3 separate regions of the Mus musculus genome follow, and all the other regions are linked to region 2. A link is a contact called in public HiChIP or PLAC-seq and promoter capture Hi-C data. All regions are on one chromosome and are shown on one strand. The core of a region is the stretch at or near the end of the contact, and the rest is flanking DNA. Distances in the headings are between cores, read along the strand shown.

Region 1 (4,403 bases), core at 631-3,130, 360 kb after region 2:
TCTCAGTTCACAAGTGTATTTCTGGAGGGTTACCCGATGACTCAGACTTTCTCTACTCCCTGCAGGTCCAACTGCTTTCCCTCTGCTCTTCCCCCAGAGGACCTCCTCACTCCATTGTGCTTCCTCCTACAGGAAGCCCTCCCAGACAGCATCTCCTTCACATCCCACAGCTTCCTATCATCTAGAGTCCAATGCCCAGGACAGATGGACCCACTCACCTGCTCTGAAACACTGTTGACAATCACCAGGTGGGCCCCGAGATCCTCGCAGGAGGAGGCAGAGGTTTCCCAGCTGCCCAGGGTTCTGGAGAAGAGGTAGCAGCTTCCCTGGAAGAGCTCCCAGTCCCAGGGACAGGGCCGGCACAGGCCAGCTACGGAGCAGACACTGAGTTCAGTGGCTGGCTTCTCTTCTCCCTTCTGCCTTGGACCTTAGAGCCCAGAGCTGGTCTCTTATTTTTTCAGTTATCAACTCAGAGCTCCCCAAACCCAGACCTCAATGCATGTGCTCTGTCCTGCCTGCCTCAGTGGAAGCCCTGGAAGGTGGATGCCAACCCATCTGATGACCCCTCTGCTCTGTCCTAACTCAGGCCTTGGAGTCTCACCCAGCGAGGCGTTGAACTGAGTCAGCTGCTGCTGAATCTGCTGGATCTGCTCCAAGCCGGAGTGTGTCTGCTCCCGAGGAACGGCAACTACAAGGAGAGGTTGGCAACAATTAAGCATCAACTGCGTGCCTGCTCCAGAGCTGGACCCATGAAATCACACTGGTGGTCATATTGACCCCAGGACCCCATTTCACAGACCACAGCACTGAGTCTCAGACTCTGTTAGGCCCAACAGGTCTCTGGCCTCCCCCATCATGCCATGCATCCAGCACGCCTGTGCCCATGGTTACCCGCCTCGTACAACCTCAGAGTCCTCTCCCACCTAGAGCCCCAGTTACCCTTGTCCAAGCTGGAGCTACCCTGCTGATCCTGGGTCTGTCCCTGTGAGTATGCACGAATCCTGGAGACTGCAAGAGAGAAGAGCACACCCATGCCCTCTTATGAACATGACAGTACCTGGCTGTGCCAAGTTCAGTTGCAAGGGAAAGATGATCCCCATTTCAGAGAAGGACAGTAAGCTGCTGGTGGTCACAGATGAAAGGAGGGATGTGGACTTTAGATGTCCCAGCTGTGGTGAATTTGGGGCTAGGCAATGATCACCACAGAGGGAAAATCTAAGAGCTCAGCTACTGTCCCATGCTGGAGTTCTTGCTTAACAAGTGCAAAAATAAAATAATAAATAAAATAAAAACAGAACTCCCCTCCCCCCCCCAAAAAAAAGCAAACAAGTCAACCTAAAAGCATTCTGTACTCCTGTCACCCTCTCCCAGCCCTGCTCTGACTTACCTTGAACCAGGGTGGCCAACATAAGCAAAAAGAGGCCCAAAGAGATGAGAAGCAGCAGAAGCCAGGGGACTTGGGTCAGATGCCCTGCACAACCGACAGATGGGCAGAGCTGAGCTCCCAGGGAGCAGATCCTGCTCTGCCGTGTTCCTTCTGCAGAGAATCCCTGACACCTCTGCCCCTGAGTCATCCTGGTACCTTGTAAACTCTTGGAGCTGCAAATGAGACCCTCGGGGTCATGCTCAGCAAATCCCTGCTCTCCAGATGTGACCTCCTCCTCTGAATGGGGCAGAAGATACGCAGCTGACCTTCAAAGCTCAGCCACCTCCCTCATCACCACCTCTCCCAAGCTGGAGGCCAGGACCAGATCTCTCTGGATCCTGGATCCTGGATCCTGGACCCTGCTTCCCCTAGTTGGTACCCAGCCTCACCATGATTCTTTGACTGATGGAACTCTGGCTCTCCTGCCATCCTCTGCTTCTCTTGACTCCCTCCTCTCCACCTTCCCTCTGCCCTGGGATTTATATAACCCCATGGCCCTCTGCAGCACCCTCTGTGAGGTCGATTCTTCTCTGACTCAGGGGAAAAAAAGGGAACAGGATGGGGACACCCTCACCCCGGAAAAGAGACATGGGGAGAGAGACATTGCTTTACACAGCTAAAAAGGTGCCAGTCTGGGCCAGGAGTTTTGCTGTATATTTTTATGACAATGTCCTTGCTCCAAGCTATATCTAGTAATGGGAGTTGGTTTACTCAGCTGTGCAATGGAGCCCTGAGGAACTGGGGCTCTGACTCAGTTATTAGAGTTCTTGACCAGCATACACAAGGCCCTGGTTTCAAATCCCAAGCACTATAGAAACTGGTGTGTAACTCTCATCTCATAAAGTGTGAGATAGAAACAGAAGGATCAAAAGTTCAAGGTTGTTTCAAGGTTACATAGCAAGTTAGACTGTTAGAGGCCATGAAGAGAAGAAGAAGAAAGAAATAAAGAGGAAAAGGAGAGAGAATAAGAAAAAAAAAAAGTGTCCATGCTGTGAATTTTCAGGGTGAGGTTTAATCCAGTACTTAAGTAAAATATCATGTAGTCTAGTGATGTTATCACGTGAGATTTACAGACATTGAACTAGAGAGATAGCTCAGTGGGTAAAGTGCTTGCCATGCAAGCTTGAGAACTTGAGTTTGATCCCAGGAGCCCATGGGAAAAAAACACTGGATGCTTTAGCATCTGTAACCCCAGCACTCCACAATGAGATGGGCCATAGATACAGAAGAATCCCTGGAAACTTGTACACTGGCTTGTTGCGGTAAATCTCCAACCCAAATAAACCCTGGCAATGAAAACACAACTCAATTAATATGAATACATGCTGTGCACATAGATTGGGCAGATCTACCACTGCACTACCATCTTCCCTGTCTATGAATCCCTTATAACTTGCGGTTTCTCCAGGCCAAGTGTTTCTGCTCCACTTTCTCCTTCTTCTTCCTCTTCCTCCTCATCTGTCATTCTCTTTCTCTCTCTCTCTCTCTCTCTCTCTCTCTCTCTCTCTCTCTCTCTCTCTCTCTCTCTCTCCTTTTCTCCCAAAACCTTCAGCTCTACCTTCCCCTCTTTCTCTGTCCCCAATCACTGGCTCTAGCCTTTATTTTACAAATTAAGGTGAAAAGGTTTCCAGGAAATTGCCTGAGTGCTGACTGAGTCTTTGTTCAGAACCCTTCACAGGAGAATGGAATCAACATCAAATATAATTAGCCTCAGGGCTATCAGCAACACTGGCTAGCTGGGAGTCAGCAATAGGGAATAAGACCCTGCCTCAAAGAACATGGAAGCTGAAGACCAATGCCTGAGGTATTCCCCTGACATCTACACACTCACTGTGGTTTGCACATGTGTACACACATTAAAATAGACATGGCTGTACTCCTACACACACAGGGAAGGAGGGAAGAAAGGAAAGAAGGGAGGGAGGGAGGAAGGGAAGGGAAGAGAGGGGAGAGAGAGAGAGAGGTAGGGAGAGAGAGAGAGAGAGAGATTGCAGACCTTGGTCTACCTGACATAGAAAACTCAGCCTCATGGGAGGGCAAAGTGGTCCCTAGTGTCGAGCCTTTCCTAGTTGGATTTGACTTGCTAGGTACTGCTTTAACCTTTTGAGATGACTCAGGATCCTCTGTCCCTCCCAGGTGACAAAAACTACTAAAACAGTATACCCAGCTGGGGTGTGTTGCTCACCTGTTTTAAGGGAAGAACTCTAATGGATGTCAGCCTCAAATGAGGTCCCTGAAAATGGTGATGGAACAAGACAGCAGTCCCCCACTCTGTAAATGTGTGAGATTATAGGACACATGTAGCTCCAAGCATACACATCCCATACCCTAGAGCTAGAACTGTAGCTTGCATGAGGCTCTGGATCCCGTCCCCAGCACCACCAAAGTGCTTGCTCACACACTGGTCAATAGGAGGGGCCTCCCTCTGTTTCGTCACAGCCCCAGTGGCTCCAGAACAATAGAAACTGATGTCTCCAATTCTGGACTTCAGGGAGCTAAAGAAGGAAGCTGCAGCTGGTATCTGGGGATGCTGCTTCCTAGTTCTTAGATTACTCCCTGCTATCATGTCTTCCCAAACTGGAAGGGTTCAGTGAGTTCTCTGGGCTTTCCTCTCTTTTTGAGAAAAGAAAGGTTTTGTTTTCGTTTTTAAGTGTGTGTGTGTGTGTGTGTGTGTGTGTGTGTGTATGTGTGTGCAGTACCTGAGGGAGCCAAAAGAAAGCATCTGACCAGGCATCCAATCATCTTACAGGTTGTTTTCTCTTGCCCATTGTGGGTGTTGGGTACCAAACTCAAGTCCCCTGCAATATATTTTCTTAACTCCTGAGCCATTTCTCCAGTTTCTGCATCTCTCTCTCTCTCTCTCTCTCTCTCTCTCTCTCTCTCTCTCTCTCTCTCTCTCTCTCTCTCTCTCTCTCTCTGTTTTTCAGAGTCTCACCCAGCTCTGGTTGGCCTAAAACAACTTGATATGTAGCCAAAG
Region 2 (4,123 bases), core at 1,583-4,082:
GAGTCAATTAAGTGTGTGCCACACAAGCCTGAGGACCTGAGTCTGACCCCTAGCAATCATGTGAAAAAGCCAGCTGTGATGGTAGACATTTGTAATTCCAGCATGGGGGAGCCAGAGACAGGAGGATCCCTGGGTCTTGTTGGCTAGTCAGCTTAGCCTAAATGGTGAGCTCCAGGTTAATGAGAAACCATACCTTAAAGAAACAGTGGACAGCATCTGAGGGATAACACTCAAGGCTGACTTCTGGCTGGCACATGCACACAGATGCACCTACACATGAATGTGCACGTGCACATGCATATGTGTACATCAGAGGACAACTTTAGGTGTGGATACTCACCTTCTACCTTTTTGAGACAGGGTCTCTTGTTATTTCTGTGTATGCCATGAGAAATTCCCACCAACTTTCATGGTACCTCTTTTCCCTACCTCCCATTTTACCATAGGAACATTGGGATCACAAATGTGTGTTCTCATGCTGGGATTTGTATGGGTTTGCGGAGTCTAAACTCAGGTCCTCATGCTTGCTTTACCCACTCAGCCTCCTCTCCAGCCCTAAAGTGTCTTTTTGCAATTGCTCTGGTCTCATTCATAATGTTATCTTCCCTCTTCAGGCAAGCAGCCTATTTTCCAGAACATTGTATTCAACCAAACACCTCCCCTCCCTTTAGTCAGTGGCCTTAATGTATCCTCAGCTGAAGTATCCTTGATGGGCCTCACCAGGCATACCTGCTCTTCATCACTCTTGATGACCACAAGTTGAGCCCCCACATTGTGGCAGGCAGTGGCAGAATCATTCCAGGACTTCTGGGCCACAGAGAAGAAGTAACAGCTTCCTTGGAAGTGCGTCCAGTCCCAGGGGCAGGAGCGGCACAGTCGATCTGTTGGGGAGGTCAGGTCAGGTTAGGATGGACCCATCTTCAACCTTCAAGCCCTCCAGAATAAGCCCCTCCCTTGACACAGCACATCCCTTACTCCATGTCTTGAGTTCCTTCTATACCCAGAAGAACCCAGGAGTCCTAGCCTGATCCTTTCAAGACTGGAAAAAGTTTGGTCTTAGAGCTCAGAATAGAGGCCAGGAGGCTGGTTTAACTGAGTACCTACCATGTGCATACTCCTGTGAACACCCAGCACCTAATGTGTACACAATCTCTGTGAACACTGAGTGTCTAACATGTGCATACCCCTGTGAACATTGAGAGCTTACTTTGAACATACTCTTGTGAACATTGAGTGCCTATTCTGTTCAGTCTCCTGTGACTATTGAGTGCTTATTTTGTACATAATCCCTATGAATACTGACTGCTTATTGTGTGCATGGACTCTAGTCAAACACTAGTGAGATGCCTGCCTCATCATTACCCTGCATGTCCATCCCACAGGTTAGGGACGTGAGGCTTAGTGAAGAGGAGTTATTTAAGCAAGGTGATCTATGTAAACCTTTTCAGGGTGTGAGCGCCTTCACTTCCAGTCACTCACCTACGCCAGCCTTCAACTGGGTCAGTTCTTGGTAGACATTCATCTGATTGTTTTCTTCCTGAGAACTGGGTATTTTGTAGACTGGGCCAAGAAAATATAGTCACTGCAGTTATTAAATGCTTACTGTGTTTTTTGGTCTATACTGGGCCCCCAGGACCAAGATATCCTTTGTCCTCTCCCCCTTTTCTACCTCCTTCTTCTCTCCCCTCCTCATTCCTTCCTCTTTTTCTCTTTCTCTCTTTCTCTCCTTCTGCCCCCCCCGTCTCTCTTAGATAGTCTCATATAGTTCAGACTACATCAAAATTTTGATGTAGCTGCCTCTATGAACCTCTCCTTCCTCTGCTTCCTGAGTGCTGGGATTATAGGGATGTACCATTACACCCAGTTTTATGCAGTGCTTGGGATGGAGCACAGCTTTTTGAGCTTGTGAGGTAAGCATTCTACCACTTGAACAATGTCTCCAGTCTAGCATCATTTTCAAAACCCAAGGTCTTACTTAGTCCTATTTGATGAGGAAGATATCTAATAACCAAAGAAAATTGGATGTCTAAGGCAAGTGCAGCCAGTGTCTCTGTGCAGAACTCCTCTATTCAAAGGACCATGAAGACACAGTCCCAGTCAGTTGCTCCTCCCTTCTGGATCCCTCGTTTGAAGAGCCAGACTTAGGAGCCCCAAACACCAATCCTGCCTGACCTTTGACAAGGATGACAACCAGCAGCACAGAACAAACAGCTAGGAAGAGCACCTGCAGTGCCAAGGGGACTTGACTGTGGACCAGGCACCCTGTGGGAGAGAAGGGTTAAAATTTAGCACCTCAGCATTCCTGATTTATTGTGGCCCCAGTCAGGCAATCCATCTCTCACTCCCAAGGTACAGAATTTCATATCATAGCTTCTACAGTTCCCAGGTTCCAGATTCAGGATCTGAGCTTCCAATTCTCTGAACATCAGTGGCCTGAGTCCCAAACTCTACCCCCCCCCCCCCACAGAAACTAAGTTTATGTCTGGAGCTGACCACTCCATAGTCCCTCATTCTGTTTTACCTGTGAAGCTACTGAATCCAGAATTTGTTTGGAAGCCAAAGCCTTTGATGGAGTGCCTGGTGTGGCTGGATGTCAGCAGTTCCTCATCTAAGTGAATAGAGCGTCAGTCATATATAGGGTAGTCGGAGACAAACACTGACCTATTTGTGCCCCTTCCCCAAGCTCCCAGAGCACCAGCTCAGTCTCACCCAGAGGGCGAAGCTGCCTCTTCCCCATTTCCTTAGAATCACTCATGTTTCACAGCCACTTCTCAGTGCCAGAATCTGACAGAGACTACAGCTTTTATTTGCCACCTCCTTGAATCTTACTTAGGAAGAGAAATTGAGAAGTGAGTAATGACACCGGAAGAGTGAGAGGGAGGGGGCTGAGCATCTGACACACCAGGCAGGAGATACATTTTCCAGAAATTTCAGAGAGGAGTGAGAGGGCCTGTACTTCTCAGCAGAAATAGATGGTTCACTTCCAGTATGGTCAGCTCTGGAATGTCTTCTATAAAAGCCAGTAACTTGTAAAATCAAGTGACTTTTGGGTCTTTTTCAGTTATGATGGTGTGTGGGCTAGCAACACCATATCTTGTCAGAGACACCACCCTTTTTCATCTTGGTCTACTGATGGTGTCACTCATAGTGATTTCTTTCTCTTTTTTTCTCTGTTTTTGAGACAAGATTTTATGTAGCTCAGGCTAGCCTCAAACTTGACATGTAGCAGGAATGACTTGAACTGCCTCATCCCTTCACCTCCTGAGTTAGCTGGGGCTAACTGAGCCACATCGCCATCCCCCATTTTTTTATTTCCATGCATTCATTAAATTACACAAGTCACTTCCTTCTGGTACACCACTCAGCCAGGGGAAGATCAGGTGCTTCATCCTCCCCCCACCCTCCACCCAGAGACAGATTGACTCTCAAGAGATCTGTCATAATCAGACTCATAGGTAAGGCCCCCCCACCCCAATATATGGCCTAACTGGAACCCCCAAAGGGCCCAGCAGATGCAGGACATATCCACCCTATGGGAGACACATCTTCCTTCTGGTCCACAAAGAGGGCAGACTTGGTGCTCCAGCTCACCTGTCCACACCCAGAGACAGCCTGACTCTCAGGAGGTCTAGCATAACCAGGGTCACAGGAAGCCTGCCTAACTAGGGACACAGGAGGTCCCCCTAACCAGAGACAGCAATGTTTGCCTCCCAGAAGGTCTGCTCTAACGCAGCTCCCAGAGCTCTACCTTCCTACAAGGAGGGACAAGCTCCAGTCCCTGTCAGAGACAGCAAGGCTAGTTAACATTAGAGATAACCAGATGATGAGAGGCAAGTGCAAGAATATAGGCAACAGAAACCAATGCCACTTGGCACCATCAGAACCCTGTTCTCCCACCACAGCAAGCCCTGGATATCTTAATAAATCTGAAAAGCAAGATTTAGACCTAAAAATCCCATCTCATGAAGATGATGGAGCTCTTTAAGGAAGATATAAAGAACTCCCTTAAAAAAATACAGGTGAACACAGGTAATCAGGTAGACCCTTAAAGAGAAAACAAATAAATTCCTTAAAGAAATACTGGAAAACACAATCAAACAGGTGACGAAATTGAACAAAACCA
Region 3 (4,237 bases), core at 213-2,712, 490 kb after region 2:
TTCTCAGGACAATGCTCATGGAACATAAAGAAGAAACTGTAAGCCGAGTCTCCTGTCACACATTCCCACCTGAGTCCAGTGCTGGTGAAGGCTACCTTTTTTCCCAGTTCATTCAGGGATTTTCTTTTGAATGTTTCCTGTGCAGGGGAGCATATACCACTGGGTGCTTAATAAACGAGAACGGTAATTTCCACCTCCTTGTACAGTATGATTGTCTAAGCTGCCTATAACTGGGGCCAAATGATGACACCTGTCTATCAAATCAGGCTGTCTGTCCTGGGAGGAAGGATATCCAAGTTACTTCAACGAGGTGAAGTAGAATCAAGAGAAATTGGGTAGTTTTCTGCCTAGGTTTTTTTTTTTTTTTTTTCCTAAAGAATCTACCTCACCCCACCCTCTAAAACAGTTGGATGGTGGTGATGCCTATCTTCAGTCCCAACACTCCAGAAGGCAGAGGCAGGTGGATTTCTTGAGTTCCAGGCCAGCCGGGTCTACAGAGTTACAGGGCAGCTAGAACTACACAGTGAAACCTTGTTGCGAAAACAAAACAAAACAAAACAAAACCAATCCAATTTTCCTCTCCTCTTTTATCCTTTTAACTCTAAGCTTCTCTCTGCTCCACCCATAGGTCATTACCAAAGGAGTTCTAAGAAGCCTTTAAAGGCCAAGGCCCATCCCAAAGTGTTCACTGTTGCTTCCGGAGTTGTGCGCAGCCTGACCTCCTGGGTTTGGTCTCTTGCTGAATGTCCCTGCACATTCAACGACCCGAATTTACACACAAACTTTATCCTAGCACTCTTGGAAGAACTTAATGCAGGGTGGGGATGGGGCTAGCAGGGCAGAGGCATCTAACCCCAGGGACTGTCTTCAGATAACATTGGTTTCAAGTCCGGATTCTCCGGGCGAAAGGATAGGAATGGGGCAGAAAGTCTGGCCTTAACCTTGATTCTGACACCGAGCTCAGGAATCACCAACTCTGGATTCCCTCTCCACTTGTCAGGGCTACTCTCACTGTGCTGGGACTGGCTGAAATGGAAAGGGATTACCATGGGCACCTAATTACGGTGAGGAGGCGGCTCCATGCTAACAGCGAGAGTTCAGGCCGCAATTAAGCATAACAGGTCCTCATGAAAGACCGTCCTAGACGAGGAAGGTTGTTCCGTGAGGGCGCGGGCACCAGAGCGCCCTAGAGATGCACACGAAGTGAAGAATAATCTGGGAACAGCCGTAAGCGTGTGCAGTAAAGGCGCGAGCTTGGCCGGTCTCCCGCTTCTGCACGCAGGCGTGCGGTTGACCGGACTTCGCTTTCTCTCTTTTTTTCTTTTTTTTTTTTAAGTGATTTCCAACAGCGCTTAATCGCCTGAAACTTCACGCATGCGCACTGCGGAAGGCAGCGATAGGCCATGACAATGCATGAGGCCCGCCTCGGGCTCTAGGTGGCATCAGCTTCCTACTGGAACCCAGTGCGCACGCGCGGCGTTATGCACGCGAGGCAGGGCGGGCACGCGCTGGGGTGGTCTAGGCAGGACGGCGGCTCGGCGGGGTCATCCGAGCGCAGGCGCAGTGCGGTGTTTGTCTACCCCGGACTGACGGGTGGCCTGGCGGTGAGCGGCGGCAGCGGCGGCGGGGAAGATGGCGGCGTCCTCCCTGGAGCAGAAGCTGTCCCGCCTGGAAGCCAAGCTGAAGCAGGAGAACCGTGAGGCCCGCAGGAGGATCGACCTCAACTTGGATATCAGCCCACAGCGGCCCAGGCCCAGTAAGCACGGCCTCGTGGGGGAGGGGCGGGCGGGGCGGGGCGCGCACTGGGAGGCCCCGCCCACCGGGCAGATCCTGCCCCCGCTTCCGGGGCGCTAGCTCTCCTCCCCTCCACTCTCTGTGCTGTCGGCTTGCAGGGAGAGGGTCACGGTGACCTGGAAGTCGGGTGGGCAGTCTCCAGGGCGACTCTCTCCGCCCACGTACCGCGGTCCCGAAGTTCACACCGTTGGTACCTGAGAGCTTAGTCCCTCACCCTGTGGTCGGCTTCCGGAGCCTTGTCACCTGCACCTTGCAGGCTTTCAGACTCGAAGCTACGCCGCTGTGACTACAACCAAGTCTTTTAACTCTGCAAACAGTTATATCTCTTCTGATTCAGTGGTTCCACTCCTGCCGAGTCAGTGACTGTCAAGAGGTCCCCTCCCCTAGCAGACAGTCCACACACGTGCATGCCTATCTGCCCATGTAGGTCACTAAGTCCTCATCTACATCCGTTTTGATTGGAGGCTTCTATTTGACTTCTTTGGTCATATCAGATGGCTCCTTCTAAGCTTGGAAGGACCTTGTCACTGGACCCAGCTCACTGCCTCCTACATACAGGGGCACCTCATATCTCTAATGACCAACTACTTTTCACTATTGCTGTCTAGCCCTCAGGAAACACATAGCCATCTCTCAGCCTGGCAGCCTTTGTCTACAGGGCTCAAGTGACTGCTACTACTACAGACACCTGTAACCAGTGTAGTCCCATCGAGTAGAAACGCACCTCCTTTCTGAGCCTACTGTCTTTGGGCCTGCCTCCTGACATACGGTCCTGTACCAAAAGTGCTTCCTCTTCCTTTCTAGACACACATCCAGCTTGTCCACCATGACCACAGTTAGCATCCTTGTTGTATCCCAGATACCCCTGTCCCAAGTTGTCTTTGCTGAAAGAATCTGGCTTTTTTTCTCCCCTCTCTGTCCAACCCTTCCTCTGTCCCTCTTGATTCAGCAGAATGTCTTCTTTATATCCTCTGTGATGTAATCTTTGGAGTATACATACTATAGTTGTCTGTGTGGTCACTATGGTAAGAGGGGAAAGGCAGCCTCCTGTAGGTGAAAATTCTGTTCACTACCTGGCCACCTGGCCTGACTGACCTTCACAGCTTGATCATCTTCCTGAAGAGGCATTCAGGATTCCCTCCATCCCTACCCCTTCTGGACAAAGTCTTCCACGTTTCCTTCCTGGGAGTTTCTTCCAGGAACTGGAGATACCCAGAGGTGGGGATGCATTTCACTGATTCTGCCTGGGACCAGAGGTTGGGCCCCTGCTGGATTCCAGGGCCATCCCTCCACGGCCCTGTGGATGAGACAGGGTTGGGAATAGGGTTCTAGGTGCCATAAGAGCTGCCTGTCCCTAGAGCAGAGTAAGACCTGGTAAGGCTAGTGGCTGGCAGGCCCCAAGGAGTCCCCTGCAGGTGTCTGTCTCTGTCAGCTCCACACCTTCCTGCCATCATCCCATCTCTGTTGGTTTCTACCCATCTCTGCAGTTTGGTGCCTTGTGCCTCCCCCTCCTCTTCATTATGATTTGATTTCTTTTCTGTTGGACAAATCGGTTGTTTCTGTTGTGATTTATTGTGGTGTTTTTTTTTTTCTCTTTTCTTCCTTTCCCCATCCAGTTATTGTGATCACTCTAAGCCCTGCTCCTGCCCCGTCCCAGCGAGCAGGTACCAGCCTTTTTATCATTGCTGCTTGCATATCTGCACATTGACCTAACCGCTGCCCCAGCTGCAGAATGCCATCCCTACCCTATGCTGTATGTGGGTGTGTGGGTGTATTTGTGTGTGTGTATAACTTAGGGAGAGAGAGAAGGAAAGAGAGTTCTGTGTCTTCATTTTCACTCTCCCTTAACTACAGAAATGTGAGCCTGGCTATACTTTCTCTGTGTCCATTAGTCTTCTCATTTCTTCTCTGGCTCAATCTGGAATCCTAGAAGATGAAATGAGCTCCCTTAATGAGCAGGAGTCTGCTAAGTGGGCACACAATGATGTGTGTGTGTGTATAAATAAAGTAGGTAGAGATAGGTGCACTGCTCTTATTTAATCTGTCTCAACTATGAAGTGAATGAGTGTCATTATTTGTGTACTGTGTCTCCTTTCAGAACCAGGAACCTAGCAGTAAGTAAAACAGATCAAGCTCCTATCCTGTGGGGCTGAGGATGCAGGATGGACGGGATCCATTAGTGGTCACGAAGCATGTGTCTGATCCAGCAGAATAGTCTAGTAGGGTCTCTGCAGAGGGGTCTCTCAGGGAAAGCCTATGGAGGATACAGGGTTTGAACAAAAGTATACCAAGAGGTTAGGGGAAACAAGACCTCCCCCCTCCACCCCTTCCTCCAACCTAAGGTCTCCAATGCTAGGTAGATCAGCTGTGCTAGTTCCTAGGTGTGTAATGTCCTGTGTGTGTAAGAGAGCACCTGTGTTGATAGAAATGAGAAGAGCTCACT

What was found. Promoter capture Hi-C pulls out the DNA fragments that hold promoters and counts their contacts. HiChIP or PLAC-seq counts read pairs in DNA pulled down with a chosen protein or histone mark.
Region 1: an H3K27ac HiChIP or PLAC-seq map of embryonic stem cells shows a contact between it and region 2, with 7 times the contacts expected there. The contact joins the promoter of Cd209f here to the promoter of Cd209a in region 2. A contact is called at or near these places in 1 of 39 promoter capture datasets (embryonic stem cells), 1 of 115 datasets of contacts at active chromatin or transcription factors (embryonic stem cells) and 3 of 9 other capture datasets (adipose tissue, embryonic stem cells and liver).
Region 3: a promoter capture Hi-C map of embryonic stem cells shows a contact between it and region 2. The contact joins the promoter of Map2k7 here to the promoter of Cd209a in region 2. A contact is called at or near these places in 2 of 39 promoter capture datasets (embryonic stem cells and liver).

What each region holds. Positions count from the first base shown.
Region 1 is chr8:4,103,884-4,108,286 of GRCm38.p6, forward strand. Cd209f (CD209f antigen) reads right to left here and starts at 1,881. Exons shown (of 8, transcript NM_026956.2): 1 at 1,816-1,881; 2 at 1,583-1,663; 3 at 1,388-1,471; 4 at 940-1,008; 5 at 602-688; 6 at 219-370. The coding sequence starts at 1,855.
Region 2 is chr8:3,746,152-3,750,274 of GRCm38.p6, forward strand. Cd209a (CD209a antigen) reads right to left here and starts at 2,833. Exons shown (of 7, transcript NM_133238.5): 1 at 2,710-2,833; 2 at 2,522-2,608; 3 at 2,173-2,262; 4 at 1,480-1,560; 5 at 730-881. The coding sequence starts at 2,755.
Region 3 is chr8:4,237,278-4,241,514 of GRCm38.p6, forward strand. Map2k7 (mitogen-activated protein kinase kinase 7) reads left to right here and starts at 1,463. Exons shown (of 12, transcript NM_001164172.1): 1 at 1,463-1,756; 2 at 3,411-3,458. The coding sequence starts at 1,633. It overlaps Lrrc8e (leucine rich repeat containing 8 family, member E), which reads left to right. Exons shown (of 3, transcript NM_028175.2): 3 at 1-193.